Regions from separate parts of the Mus musculus genome. Here regions 1, 2, 3 and 4 are each linked to region 5. A link is a contact called in public HiCAR-type and promoter capture Hi-C data. All regions are on one chromosome and are shown on one strand. Each heading gives the region's core, a stretch centred on a gene start, on an enhancer-like site or on the middle of the called end of the contact. The rest is flanking DNA. Distances are from core to core; before and after follow the strand shown.

Region 1 (2,700 bases), core at 122-2,621, 2.6 Mb after region 5:
CAGAAAACATCCAATACCAACAATTTAGATAACACAGGTCTTTATTATTATCAGCTACAACACCCAGGATGATTGGGAGAGGGAAGTGGTGGGCAGGGTATTAAGGGCATCTTGGAAATAGATCCCAAACACTGGCCTTTATAAGGCATTGTGAGGTTAACCATCAGTTTAAGGTTCAATTAATTTAGCATCCATCCTAAGACAAATTTAACATTTGCTGTTATCCTGCTGCAAGTCTGTTCCGATTCTTACCAAAAGTTCGCAGAGGAATCTGCAGATATGAAGCTTGCCGGGCGGTATATGGTCACAAAAATTCCTATTCTTCCCTCGGCTTTTTACAAAGGAGGTACGCGTTCATAAACAGCAAAATACTTTACAAAAGAGGAGGTGCATCCCTGGCAATTACTGTCTTTAGACCACTGGCAATATCTGGGCAAATCTTAAAATACGTTTGCTCCAAGGAAGAGGGAAAAAAAAAACTTTAATCTACAATAAGGAATATATTAAAGTGCTGGCAAGGGAGGGGGGTAGCGGGGGTGTCACGAGAAGTGTTTCCAGGAAGCTTGTTTTGAGGATTCAAAACAACAACCACAAAAATACGCGGTCAGAGGGAGGGAAAGAAAAAAAAAGCTTCGATAAAAGCTGGGTGGGAAATAAAACTTGGGTCCACCGTGTTCTCTCTGCTCCAGTGCTTACGCGGTAGGGCAAAAAGCCTTTCTGGTCGACTTCACCAAAATGCGCACTTCATCACAAGAGGCCCGGGCCTCCCACTCTAGTCCTTCAACCCCAAATGCTGCGTGAAAGCTCTGAGAAAGGAGAGGGGTGCAAGAGGAGGGGATGGGGGGGGCGGCAGCTGCCCCCTCGCTTTCTTTGCAGTTGGGGTTTTGCACAGTTGCGGTTGTTCCCAGTTCTTCCTACGTGTGCGCACTGGAGAGTGAGGAGCTTCAGCCCGCTCTCCCCGGGGGGGAAAGGGACTAGGGAAGGAGAGCAGAGGGAGGAGGCAGGGGCGCCGATGCCCCGCCGGGCCCTCCCACAGTGGCGCTCCGGGTGCGCAGGGCCCGCGCATCCCGCCACCCCTCTCCTCTTCTCTCTGCTCTCCTCCGGGCGCCGCCTGGCCGGCGGGGGTGCAGCCCACACTCCTGCGGGGGCGCCTGGGTGCTGCGCACCAGCCTGAGAGCCGGGATCCCCGAGCCACTCACCGCAGCAGCAGGAGCCCAGCAACAGCGCCGCCGCCAAGGGCCACATCTCCGCGCCGCCGGGGGGTCGCCGCCGCAGGTGTCTGGAGCAGCCGCCGCCTCCGCTGCTGCCTTCAAGGGAAACGACCGACCAGCAGCGCCGCAGCAGTGACAGGCAGGAGCGGCCGCCCAGGCTGCCCGGGGGTGCGCGCGCGCGCGTGCTCGCCGCCCCGCGCACGCGCACTCCGCCCCGCCTGGCCGCCTCTGCTCGTTGACGTGACGCCAGCCTCACACCCAGCCCTGGGCAGGCTCCGGCGGAGAGCGCCAAGAATCAGCCTGTCCCCGGGGCTGCGCGGGTTGCACTCTCTGCTCACGGCCCCCGTCCCTCCAGCCAGCTCTCTTCCGGCTTCGTGTCCTGGGCCGGCCTGAAAGACGGGAGCATGGGACACACACGCTCACCGGAACTCACGGCACGCGTCCCTGCGCAGCCCCGCTGCTCTCTACTCCCTCTGGCCAAGCTCGCCCTGGACCTCGGAGCCGCCCAACCTCAGTCCAACTCCTCCTCCCTGCTCTCCCGGTGTAGGCGCTGCTTCTGCTTTCACCATCTTCCCTCCCAAGGCGCGCAGCCCTGGAGCCGCAGGGCTGGGCGGAGAGAGGGCGCTGTGACCAGGTCCTGGCCCCCGAGGAACTCCTTCCCTCTGGCTCCCCCTGGCCCTGATCTCTCCCCGGTCTGACTTGTTCCAGAAGTGGACCTCCTTATCTGTTTTTCTTTCTTTGTTGGCTAATGTTTTCATCCCCCAAGCAGGGTTGGGCAATCAAGTTCCATGCATAATGAGCAGTTTAAAACCACGAAGGAGAAAGGGTGACAGACACAAGGATTGTGGCAGACAGGCCCCGTGTGAGTAAACAGATCCTTGACGCTATCGGCAATATTGGGAAACTGGCTTATGTCTGCATCCTTGTGTAGACCTCTGACCTGTTTGAGTTCAGTTCTTGAATAGGTTTAAAAGTGTAGCTCTAAGCCACTCTCTTCACCCTGAGGCAAAGGTCCTTTGACTAAAAGGACTTGATCTCTGTAATAATGGGTGCCCATTCTGGGTGATATTCTCTGAGCTGAGCTAAAAGACTATCACACTATTTATTGCACTTCTTAAAGTCTTCTACCCCATTTCCTTCTCAATAGCCAGTGTAGCAGCAATCCAATTCAGGATAAAACTTGCCACTGTCTATGATGCTGTGACAGTGTCCTTATTTCATGATTATTTTCCTAAGGAAATAACCACTCCCTCCCAGATAGGGTACCAACAACAAACTAAAGTAGGATTCCACCGAAGTCAGTCTTGGACCAAAAGGTTTCTTGAGCTTGCTATAAGTTACTTCCCACCCAGCAGCGCAGAAGATCTGAAAGCAACCACACCTAAAAATTTCACCGCAGCATGAATTCCCCGTTCTTTTGATACCCTTCTATAGTCGGCATACTCTAGCACCTACTTAGGGGTGTCTGAGAGGTGCAAGAGGAAGTAGC
Region 2 (2,820 bases), core at 240-2,739, 2.8 Mb after region 5:
ACATCCCCAGGTGATGTGGACGTGCTAGTCTGATGGTGACACCTTGACCTACTGGCTAGAATATCTCCACACAAATCCGTGGTACAAAGTGTCTTGCTCAAGCTTTGAGTTTCAGTACAGCAAGGCATTAATAAGAGCTCGTTAATAATATTACTATTAATAGTAAGTCCACTTTCCCTTTGTTTGACAGATAAATTTGAAAAACTTAACACTTTTATCCCCACCAAAAATGTTGGCCATCTATATTACTATGACCAATTTATTTTAAATAATAATCCCAATCTAGAAACTTCTATTATGGATCAGGATCAAGATGATCTTTCTTCTCTAATTTTTCTCCTTTTACAGACTAACTTGGCATTGTGGGCAGATTTTATACAAGAATTCTTCCAGACCTGTCTGGAAGAGGGTAAGAGCTTAAAACTGCCAAGAGAAATGATATGTGTCCCATTGATGGAAAAGAAAGTACGATAAATAACTCTTTAATTTCTTCTTACAGAATAAAACAAACACGGGATTTAGAGGGAAAAAAAAGCAATAGAACACAGTTATCACTAAGCTACCATGATTACAGGAGGGACTTTTGTCTATCACTCTTGACAACTATAGGCTCTGCCTTGGGGATATTCCAAACTTTCCCCACTACCGCAAGCGGGAACTTTAGGTCCTATATTGAGGGCCATTCCAAACACTTATTTCATTTGCCTTCTCCACTTCCCATTTTCTAAGAGTATTGTTGCAAAAGCACTAAGTCGTTTGAACCATAGTAATTAGCCCACAAGTTTACTTACTACATAACAAGTGCTGCTCAGAAATGTCCTAAGTATTCACAGTTGTTAGTTTACAAAGTCTAGCAAAGGAAAACATAAACTAGAAAGAGATCTAAATGATAAGGGCGCTCATCGCTAGAGATAGGTTTTTCTACCCTTTCTACTTTGGGTATTTTATTATATTTAAAACAAGATTTGTGTTTGGTAGACGGTGCGTGACTGTTTTGAAAAATGGGCAGACTGTCTTCCCCAGTCCTCCCTGCCATTACAAAACTTGTTTACTTTCTCCACAAAATGATCAAGTCTGAAAAACTACACCTTCCACAGTGCGGAAGTTTCCTTCCTGAGCACAGAAGCCAGAGGAAGGGATGTAAGGACCCCCGCGCGGGGTCTTCGCCTCACCTAAGGGGGAGCGTCCCCCTGGGGTCCAGCCAGCACCCGGCGCTGGGGGCAAGGCACGCACCTGGACGGGGGCTTCAGATTGCTCTTTCGGAGTAGCTCCTCCTCGTAGCGGAGCAGCTTCAGCTTCTCCACTAAGTCTTCCATCACCACGAACATGTGGTAGGCCGCTCCTGGCCCGCGCTCCACCACAGCCTCCCCTGCGCCTTCCCCGCGAGCCCGAGACACCCCATCGTCCAAGCCCGACGGCGGGATCACCGCGGCCGCGGCGGCCATCCCTGCTCAGACCCCCAGCGCCCGGCTGGGCTCCGGCCAGGATCTCTGCAGCCTTCGCCGCCCGCACCCCACAGACCGCACAGTCCCCACCGTTACCAGGCAACCGCAGGGCAGCCGGTCACCACGGCAACCAGACCCGCCTCCTTCGCTCCCAGCCGGCCTCTCTAAATTTTCACCAATCAAAGCTGGATTCTTACGTGACGTCACGCCATGCTGGTCCCTGGCCTAGGGGGTAGCTCCGCCCTATGGGCGTGGCGCATCGTCCCCCACCTCTTCCGCCTCTCCCGCGCGCCTTAAAGGCGTAGGGTCCCCAGCTATTTAGCGCTGCATGCTGAGTACAGCCAAGAGGAGCACAGGATCTGGTATTCTGCTCAGGGCTGCTGAATGAACAGACATCTGGTCATCGAGGTAGCAATTCAAAGGACTGAAACGAAGCAGAACAGAGTGTTGGAGGTTATGCTTGCTCAGTGATTCTTGTTTTATTTTCTCAAAGTGGGAAGTTGTGGTGAAACTCGCTGTCCTTAGGTTCACATTACCTCAGAAATTCCACCCGCAAGACTGCTAGTCTATTTCTTAACTTAATTGCTTATTAGATAGTGCTAGACTTACGAGTATATTCTAAATAAGACTTAAAGTCTTACAATGATCTTATCTCACTCCATTAGGAAAGCGGTTGCTTGGAAGAGGGCAGCTTGGGAAAAGATTTATACCACACACACATTGGCCTCAATCTGTTCCGAGCCCATGCAGATTTAAATTCTTGAGTACTAATGAAATCCCACAAAATATAGTATCTGGAAAGGAAGTGCTGCATTGTAGCACTTACATTTAGATAAGAACATTTCTGCTATTATGTCAGCACGTATTGACCTAGAAAACACATGGAGACATAACTGACCAGGGATGTGACTTATCCTTACAATAAAGTACTGCATCAGGCAATCTTTCTTGTAGTTAAAGATAAGAAGTGAAGCGAAGAGAAGTTGCCTAGCTACTTCTTAAGATAACTCAGAAGCAAGAGGTGTAACATTTGTCTGATTAACCCTGTGCCTGTTAAGGGGTCATCAACAGCTTATATCACACCCTAAATAATGTAGCAGGATCATATTTTTGACATAATTAAAATCTGAATCATATTTGTAAAAATCCTTGTGATAAAAGGAAGAGTTTTTCTTTCTAATCAGCCTTGTTTCTAATGCTAATAAAGGTATCCAAATGAAAAACATTGCTATTCATCAAATAAAAGACACACATAAAACTACTGATTTATGTAGAAAATAAAATGGAGATGAGAAATCCAAGGATAACTGGGTAATTGCACGCCTCACAGGTGGAGGTCAGAGGACAACCTTCTATATCAGTCCTCAACTACTAC
Region 3 (2,802 bases), core at 44-2,543, 2.5 Mb before region 5:
GTAAGTGCTCCTTGACCTACCATTGTGATTTTTAGCACTAAATGACATTGTTGTCTCACATATTAAGAAACCCTTTAATTTTTATTGATGACTGACACAAGGCGAAAAAATCCAAAGTGTACACACACACACACACACACACACACACACACACACACACACACACACTTCTGGAAGATTTTGCTCCATCCATCAGATGAATAGGCTGTCTTCAATATAGATCGTTCTACCCACCCAATCTCCATGCAGCTGAATGCTTTAACCTTGTTCAGTGAGACACTTAAACCTTACCTTCACCAAAATAAAATGAAGTGAAATTAGAACGACTTTATAAAAAGCCAATCACTTGAATACAAGACTTGGTGATGTAGTCAAAGTGTTAACAGTAAAGAATGAAGTCGTTAGACACTTAGGTCTTTTTAGACAGTGGTTTCCATGGAAAGTCAGGCTGTCCTTATGGGGCAGGCTTCCTTGGTAAGTACATTTTGTACTACTGTGTTCACCTACAGATAAGCTCAGAGCTAGTAACAGTCAGATAATGGAATACATTTATATGGGTTTCTAATCAATGCATGCTATTAGTTGGGAGCATATTTGAATGTCTGAGATTTTCAAATCTCATCTACCTACCACCAACTTTTAGTTCAGAGATATGTGTTCCAGAACAAATGTGAATTCAGTAGAAAAGATCAATTAAGAATTTAATCTCACACTTAAGATATTACTTTTTAAATAATCATTCAATATCTGAAGTATTGTCACAGTAACAAAAATGATAACATTAATATTTTTCTCACCGCTTCTTTTAGTCCTAACAGAAACATCATAATTAATTTTTGATTAGGTATTTGACCTCAAACCAAAACCTCAAATCAACAATTATTTTTTGTTTATATTGGTATACTCTCTGCAAGACATGTGGCTTGCTTACAGTGAAGTAATCATTAGTTGTTTATCTGGAACTTAACCCTAACTGAAGAACCCTAACTTTATTATTATTATGACACAAATACGAAAACCCTGTGGTGTTGGGAAGTAAAAAATTGAAAAGAGGGTCTCGTCTACCAAAGCCTCAAGCAGGCAAGATGAGGTTTTTTCACCGTTCCTCACACAGTCTGGTGGCAAATGACAGGACTTATTGGTGCTCAAAACAGTCTTCTTTCCACTTGACAAAATTTCCTTTTCTCTATTAAGTCAAAAAAAAAAAAAAAATCGCTCTCGGAGCGTTTTGGCGGGGCTCACGTGGCATGGCCACTAGATGGCAGTATGGGCACATCGGTCCCCACCCCCTTCTCATTCTGTAGCAAATTTTCTGTACCTTGTCTGTCCTTCTTTCCCCCCACCCTCTTTACAGGTTTCAGCTTGTCACTTTTCCTTCCCCTCTTTGTTTGCTATTTTTACTTTTATTCAAATGAGAGGACAACCAGCTGGTTGAGAATGTCATGCGGTGCTCACAGGAGGACTGCAATTGAAAAACGGAGTTGGTTGTCTTGGCTGCAGTATCCGGTTACCAGGCACCAAGGGCAATACACTTGATCAGATGCTGTGAGGTTTGACCAAGCTTGGCTCAAGTATGCTCCTCCTGAGATGGGGCCTCAGCTGTAGAGAGGTGTCAAGAGATGGACACATTTTTCAGGCGGGTTTTCCCATAAATGTAGATCGGCATATTGGGTTTTCAGGGGCTGTGCAGTGTTTTCCGTCGTGATATGAATCTTATTTTTACCCATCAAAACAAAACGCATTAAATTGCAAAGCTATGTATATATAATGACATGTCAAGAATTGATCTCAAACCTGTAGTTAGTATTCTCAGAAACTCCTTAGGTTCCTATTTATTTGATCTTTTCCCCCAGACAGAGTCTAACTATAGCACAGAGCATCCTAGAACGCATTATGTAGTACATGCTAGCCTCGAACTCACGTCAGTCTTTTTACAACCTCTTCAGGGCTGGCGTACAGTGGGCTGCTACTCCCAGCTCTGATCTTGAGTTTGTAGTCATATTCTTTAGACAGTTTTTAGTGTCAATAAGAGGAGTAACTTGCCCATTTTGTTAAGACGTACTTTGTTAGACATTTTAAAAGTCCTGTCAATTTTATTTCTAGAGGAAGAGAAACAAGGAGAAAATTATTAGGAATATGCCTGAAATGAGCGGAGGGTGTGTCTCACCCTTAACCTACGTTGTTAGTATGAGCAGAGACCCAACCCCTCCTCCATATTCCACTTCGCGTATGCTGCTCCACAGCCCTTTTGTCTAGATGTCTGATGTGGTGTGGACGCTGACGCTTTCCTTTCCCTGAAGTCCACACCTTAGGTCTTTGCAGACATAAAACTTGTTTCACCTGAATTTTCCAAAGCAGGTATAAATAATGTGTGTTAGTATTCTGTCAGGACTCCACCCCCACAGTTACCTCCCCACAGTTACCTGGCAATAGCCATGTATGCCAGGCCCAATATAAAAAGGGGGGCTGTTTGCCCCCCCCTCTCTCTCTCTCTCTCTCTCTCTCTCTCTCTCTCGCTTTTTTGCCTCTCCTACTCTCATAATCTTGCTCCTTGCTCCCTTGCTCCCCCTTTCTCCCCATTCCCTTCTCCCCTCTCTCCACGTGGCCATGACCGGGTTCTACTTCTCTACTCTCTCCCTCTCTCTGCCTTTCTCTGTCTCTACTGCTCTCTTAACTCCTCTCCCCGTGCCCTAAATAAACTGTATTCCATGCTATACCGTCATGTGTCTGGTTCCTCAGGGGGGAAGGGATGACTTGGCATGGGCCCACCGAGACATCCCCTTCCCCACACGCCACTAGAAC
Region 4 (2,700 bases), core at 14-2,513, 2.5 Mb before region 5:
ATGGCAATGACTGTGACTGTCTGTGATCTTAATGAACCTGGCTTTAGAAAGAGAGAAATGGTACCAGTGTCTAGTACGTGTTAAAAGGTTTGGATCAGAAACTGTCAATTTGATTTAAAAAGTAATTGAGAATTGACCTTTGCATTTGAAAAAAAAAGAGAGAGCGAGATCAGAAATGGTGTGAATAAATTTCTAGACCTGGTCTTAGATGAGTGCACATGACTCTGGAGGGATGCGATTCTGGATTCATTATTGCTAAGGTCTGTGTTAGACCTTAAGACTTCATGAGAGTTCCTCAAGGTCACAGAGAGGACAAATAGTATCAGAAACATTGCATTTCCTATTCACACTAAGCTACCTCCCCAAGCTTCCTCCTCCTCCTCTCTTAGAGCCTAAGAATGATATAAAGCAATCAGATTCAGAGTGGTCATAAATGAAATACTACACTCACTAGTTAATGCTCTCAAAAGCACATATTAACGATGGGGATATTGATGATCTTAAATACTTACTGGCATTTGATCTCCAGGTAGTAAAGGCATTTTATAATTCAGCAGACATATCCTATGTACTAGGTCTAAAGTTTTGAGTTCGTGTGCTATACATCATAGGTGCCATTTTACATCCTGTGCTTCTCTGCTTGAAAAGCAATTTATTTTTGTCAATATTAATGTAATTGCCACTTATTTTTGTAGATGAAGTATATGTGTCTATTTATATCTGGCATGAACAAGTTTCTCCTAGATCAATAGAAGCATGGTATTGTATTTCTTTTCTTTTTGTCTCTTTATAAAAGATTCAAAGATTATGGCTGAACTTTTGTTATAAAGTGTTATAAACTAGATGGTGCTCATTTCAGTAAGTTCTAAGTTTTGACCAAGTATAACATTTAATTGATCAAAATAAAGGGTGGAGTGTTATCATTTAGTGAGAGAGGAATCAGCCACCTATCAAAATGATAAAATGAACCAACTCCACACTGCACCTAAAGACCTTTGGATGACTTAATCTTTACCTTAGACAGTTCTGGGAATAAATAATCGCTAGTGTCTTCTAACCGTGCCATATTTGCTTTAATAACTAACAGTGGTATTTGATCAAAATATTAAAAGCTGAAAAGGGTCTCAGAAAATGCTGAAGGAAAACTGCCTTTTATTAATAAGAGTGTGTGGAAATTCAATTTCATAACTCAGTTTAGCTGGCTTTTAAAATATTCCCCTGTTGCCAAGGGAGCTTAGTGGTAGGTGTAGAAATGAGCTTAGAGCAAATTCTCGGAACAAGCTTTTATACAACAGCAATTGCAGCATTTGTAAGTGGCGACCCTTTCCATATGGAAGACAAAGGAGCTAGAAGTGAAGATGGCATCATTCCTTCCACATCAGACACCTTAATTAACTGGTCCATAATCACAGACTCAGCTCCGGATGAATAAAAGAGCTTTTGCTCCTTCTGAATGAAAAGGCACAGAAGGTACGCTGCTGCCTGTGCAATTCATCACCAGCAAGACCGTTCTGAAGGAAGAGCTGCTGAATTCAGATTATCCTGAACTTCAACTTGCAAGAGCGCAGAGGTTGTAGGCAGACATTCGCAGTTTCCTTAGAAAAACTTGGATCACATGAGTTTTCTGTTCTCCCTATTTAAAAGGAAAAAGAAAAGAAAAAGATCAGTCATTCTAGCATGGGAGATTTTGTGAGGTACCTTCTATTTTTGTTTTACTGTTGAGATAAAGGCATACTCTTGGTTGTACTGAATAAGTTATAGAATTTTGTAAATGAAAAGCAACGTCAACAAAGCTTATATGAACACACAGAGACTGAAGCCATAAGGACAGGGTCTGCACAATTCTGCATCGAGTCTTCTGTGTATATATATTACGGTTTCCAGTTTAGTGTTGGACTCCCAAGTGTGAGAACAAATGGGCCTCTGATTCTTGAGTCTTGTGAGTTTTCCTACTGTTGGTTTTGTCCTGTCAAATGTCAGTGTGTTATCGTATTATGTTTTGTTTTGTTATATTTTAATACTATTTCTTAGGGGGTCTGTTCTTTTTGAATGAGAGACAGAAAGAGAGGAGGTGGATCCAGATTGGAGGTGGGAAGAAAACTGGAAGGAACAAGAGGAGGAGAAACTGTAATCAAGATATATGATGTGAGAAAAGAATGTATTTTCAATAAAAGAAAAAGAAGCACAAAGAAAGAATAAGAAGTTTAGTGTATCAGATTGAAGTTCAGGATTTAAATTGCTAATTGGGATGTGTCACCTATCTAGAACAACTTAAGGATTTTTTTTTAATTAATTATTTCCATAAACTTTTTTTAAAAAGAGAGGAAGTCAAAGGTCACTAAAACATGATATTTGGGATCTGAACAGGTGTTCTGGCCCATTAGGCAGCTCAAGGTTTGAAGCCTATGGAAAGGTAGGCCTTAGGAGTTGGCAGTCACCGAGACAGATCTCCTTTCAGAGAAACCAGAAGAGAGGTTCAAAGTTCCTGAAACGTGGAGAACTTGCTGTTTCTCCCCAGGGATTTTCCAAAACTAATTTCTGAATCCCAAAAAAGCCTACCCAGGGGGTGCTTAGAAGAATATATGGGGGAAGTATTTTAGTTTTCTTGTTTCTTGCTGGTCTCAACACCCCCTCTCACTTACCCTCATGGACTTATCACACCCTGGGTTTTACTCTTCCTTCATTATTCTCACTGAAATC
Region 5 (2,700 bases), core at 44-2,543:
TACGAAGCTTCTGCCTGCACACTTAGACACCCCCCATATCCACTTGCAAGTAGCTGGTGGTTCCCAATCTTTTGAAGACAAAGTCCCGTGAGGCTAGTTAGCATTCCCTGCTGGAGACTGGCTTCACACAGGGGGTGACCCTGTGATGCACCAAAGACTATTTCATGCCCTTGCGAGGTGGTTCAGGGACCAGGATTTTATTATGCTGAGGGCATTAAGAGTTGTGATCCTGCAATCTTGAGTTAGAGCCACTTACGGTCCCAACAGCTCCACCCTGGTGTTTTAGAGGAAAATATTCCTTTATGCTTTCTGCATGAACTGAAAGCGACACGGCTTCCCGATGCTACGCCTAGGAGGTGGTTCAAGCTTTTGAAATTGCCTGAGAAGCCCCGTCCATCTGCTGGATGCCTGGCTTTCTGGAAAGGACCAGGAGGCGTAGGTTTTTAATCTGAGTAACTCTGGATTTTGTTTTGTAACTTCAAATCGTCACCTAATTAAAAGTAAACGTGACTTTTTTTTTCTTTAAAGAACGTTTTGAAAATCAGTGTGGCGACGTGTGTTATGGTCTAGAGTCCTAATTCTCACCGGGAAGGAGATGGGGGCGAAGGGGGAGCACAAAAATCTCTTCTGCTTTTCGGTACTGGATAGTTGATTAAATGATTTGCTTTGATAAAGTGTACGCCAGCCAGGACTAGGGGAACAGAAGAACGGCGAATTCGAGAAGGAGTAACCTTCTCTTCAAAGTGGGGGAAATTACTCTCAACCACCAGTAGCTGTTTCCGTGAGCCTCCGGGTGGAGAATCTCCATCTTTTCCACCTCCTCAGTCCTAGTCCAAGAGGACCCAAGGTGAGCTCTTCGCCCCAACAACTCTACAGAAGGTGAAGGCGGTACCCTCGTCGAGAAGAAAAATCCCTAAGGAGTGAGCCAGTGGACTGGGCTTCGGAGTGCAAGAAGACAGCTATGTGGCCAGGCTGGGAGGACAGCAAAAGATCTCAGATCCTATGTCTTTGGGGCGCTGAGAATCCCCTGGTAAGAGCCAGACACTGGCGAATCCAGCCCGTCACGCCCCCTACTCTCGATCCCGCTCTTCATTGGCCAGCGTGTCCTGTGGGAGGCGGAGTCGATGTCAGCCCCGCCCACCAGAGCGCGGGGGCTGGGGCATCAGGCTCTTCTCCCACCAGGGGCCGCCAGCTCTGCTCAGTCTCCGACTTGGTCCTGCAGCGCCTCTAGGCTGCGGATCGGCGCTCCAACCACCTGCTCCGCGCTGCCGCCGAGGAAGCTGGGCGGGAGAGAGGAGCGGGAGGAGCAGGAGGAGCGGGAGGAGCGGGAGGAGGAGACAGGCAGCTTACACACGCCTTCCCGTCCTCCACTCAGAGCAGCCGGAGCCCGCGGCCGCCGCCACTGCTCCAGCTGCCGCCGCTACAGCCTCTGCCTCGGCTGCCACCTGAGGAGACCCACCGTCGGGACCCCGCGGCGCTGCCCCGCCGACCCTTCTCTGCTCCCGGTGATCCGTGCACGGTGCAACTCTCATCACTCTTCTTATCCTCTCCTTTGCAAGAAGAGAAACTACTAGAAGACAGCATCCAAAAAGAAACCGCGTCTACCTTGACTGACTACTGAAGCGTCTCCTGGAATAAGAGGGTCGCCCGTCCTGGGAGTAGCTGCCAGAGACACTGAGGAAGGGTGTGGAGGGGGGGAGGGAGGAGTTGCGGGTTCCGCGTGGAGGAAAGTTGCGTGTGGCACAGACCCGACGGCGCAGCGCCACAGTCCCCGGGGGACCGTGTGTCTTGGAAAAAAGTCGCTGTCCCCCTAAGGCGAGACCCACAAGCGAGCGGGCCCCGTGGGCCCGGGGACGACGCCCCCTCCTGCGGCGTGGACTTTGTCGGTGGCCTTCTAGGAGGAGGAATATGGCATCTAAGGTGTCCCCTTCTTGCCGTCTGGTTTTCTGCCTCTTGATCTCCGCCGCGGTCCTCAGACCAGGTAAGCTTTTGGCCTCTGAACAGCCCCACTGTAGTGGTTGTTGCGGACCGGGGGCGGTTCCCCGGGAGGCCTGGGGCTGTGCGCTCTAGCGTGTGCTTAGCAAAGTATGGGAGCCATAAAGGCGCGCGGGGGACACAGATCTGTCCCTGGGAACAGTCACCTGTGTCACACGTTTTAGGCTTGACTGGTCTGCTCAGGTTTGGGCAGCGAGATTGAAAACTAAGCACATCTCCAGGAACTTTGGGTGAGGCTTAGCTTGAGGGTGCAGGACCCCCCCCCCCCCGGCAAGATCTGCTGAACTCTCTCCCCCGCACCGTCCCTCCAGTCTCTTGGTATCAAAGTACAATTCACTGCACTCAGAGCAGTTTCCTTTCGCTGGGCTTTGAGGTGAAATAACTGCTGGCACTTTGTCACGATAAATCCCCTAAGTAACTTCCTCTTGGTCATAATGTGAAGACCTGGGAGGAATGGCAGGGGATAAGGAGGGTTTTGACTATCTTTTTTTTTTTAATAATAATAATACTGAAATAGAAGCTGCATTGTCTAGTGGGTAGCTAGTGTAGGGTTGATGGCAGCCGAGTCACGCAGCGTGGACTGGGTTAGCAGTCAGGTTTGCGAGCCTTAAAGCGAGGGATTTCTTGGTTTCCACACCCAGTGGTAGCGCCTCAGTTCTCACTTCTACAGAGAGTCCTCAAAGAAAAACGACAAAATTCCCACCA

What was found. Promoter capture Hi-C pulls out the DNA fragments that hold promoters and counts their contacts. HiCAR-type assays count read pairs that join an accessible place to other places.
Region 1: a contact with region 5 is called in a HiCAR-type map of astrocytes, with 2.5 times the contacts expected there. The contact joins the promoter of Cd47 here to the promoter of Alcam in region 5. A contact is called at or near these places in 1 of 39 promoter capture datasets (pre-B cells), 1 of 115 datasets of contacts at active chromatin or transcription factors (astrocytes) and 1 of 9 other capture datasets (liver).
Region 2: a HiCAR-type map of astrocytes shows a contact between it and region 5, with 2.8 times the contacts expected there. The contact joins the promoter of Ift57 here to the promoter of Alcam in region 5. A contact is called at or near these places in 1 of 115 datasets of contacts at active chromatin or transcription factors (astrocytes) and 1 of 9 other capture datasets (adipose tissue).
Region 3: a contact with region 5 is called in a promoter capture Hi-C map of hippocampal neurons, with 32 times the contacts expected there. The contact joins the enhancer-like site here to the promoter of Alcam in region 5. A contact is called at or near these places in 8 of 39 promoter capture datasets (the 3T3-L1 cell line, 3T3-L1-derived adipocytes, cranial neural crest and 5 more), 24 of 484 Hi-C or Micro-C datasets (adipose-derived mesenchymal stem cells, cardiomyocytes, cerebellum and 14 more) and 12 of 115 datasets of contacts at active chromatin or transcription factors (SST interneurons, VIP interneurons, astrocytes and 9 more).
Region 4: a contact with region 5 is called in a promoter capture Hi-C map of hippocampal neurons, with 10 times the contacts expected there. The contact joins the enhancer-like site here to the promoter of Alcam in region 5. A contact is called at or near these places in 3 of 39 promoter capture datasets (cranial neural crest, hippocampal neurons and second pharyngeal arch cranial neural crest) and 4 of 115 datasets of contacts at active chromatin or transcription factors (astrocytes, embryonic forebrain, embryonic limb bud and 1 more).

Annotation. Positions count from the first base shown.
Region 1 is chr16:49,854,332-49,857,031 of GRCm38.p6, reverse strand. It overlaps Cd47 (CD47 antigen (Rh-related antigen, integrin-associated signal transducer)), which reads right to left and starts at 1,371. Exons shown (of 9, transcript NM_001368415.1): 1 at 1,200-1,371. The coding sequence starts at 1,245. It also overlaps Gm4633.
Region 2 is chr16:49,697,963-49,700,782 of GRCm38.p6, reverse strand. Ift57 (intraflagellar transport 57) reads right to left here and starts at 1,489. Exons shown (of 11, transcript NM_028680.3): 1 at 1,234-1,489. The coding sequence starts at 1,445.
Region 3 is chr16:54,982,567-54,985,368 of GRCm38.p6, reverse strand. No RefSeq gene overlaps it. Among named protein-coding and RNA genes, the nearest start is that of Gm22977, 12 kb to the right of the region's middle. Within about 2 kb of position 1,293, at least 24 of the 459 cell types and tissues checked have an H3K27ac peak or open chromatin away from gene starts, as enhancers often do. A contact at or near this core is called in SST interneurons, VIP interneurons, cerebral cortex and 4 more, where this site is marked.
Region 4 is chr16:54,942,809-54,945,508 of GRCm38.p6, reverse strand. No RefSeq gene overlaps it. Among named protein-coding and RNA genes, the nearest start is that of Gm22977, 28 kb to the left of the region's middle. Within about 2 kb of position 1,263, at least 6 of the 459 cell types and tissues checked have an H3K27ac peak or open chromatin away from gene starts, as enhancers often do. A contact at or near this core is called in hippocampal neurons, where this site is marked.
Region 5 is chr16:52,451,674-52,454,373 of GRCm38.p6, reverse strand. Alcam (activated leukocyte cell adhesion molecule) reads left to right here and starts at 1,293. Exons shown (of 16, transcript NM_009655.3): 1 at 1,293-1,981. The coding sequence starts at 1,909.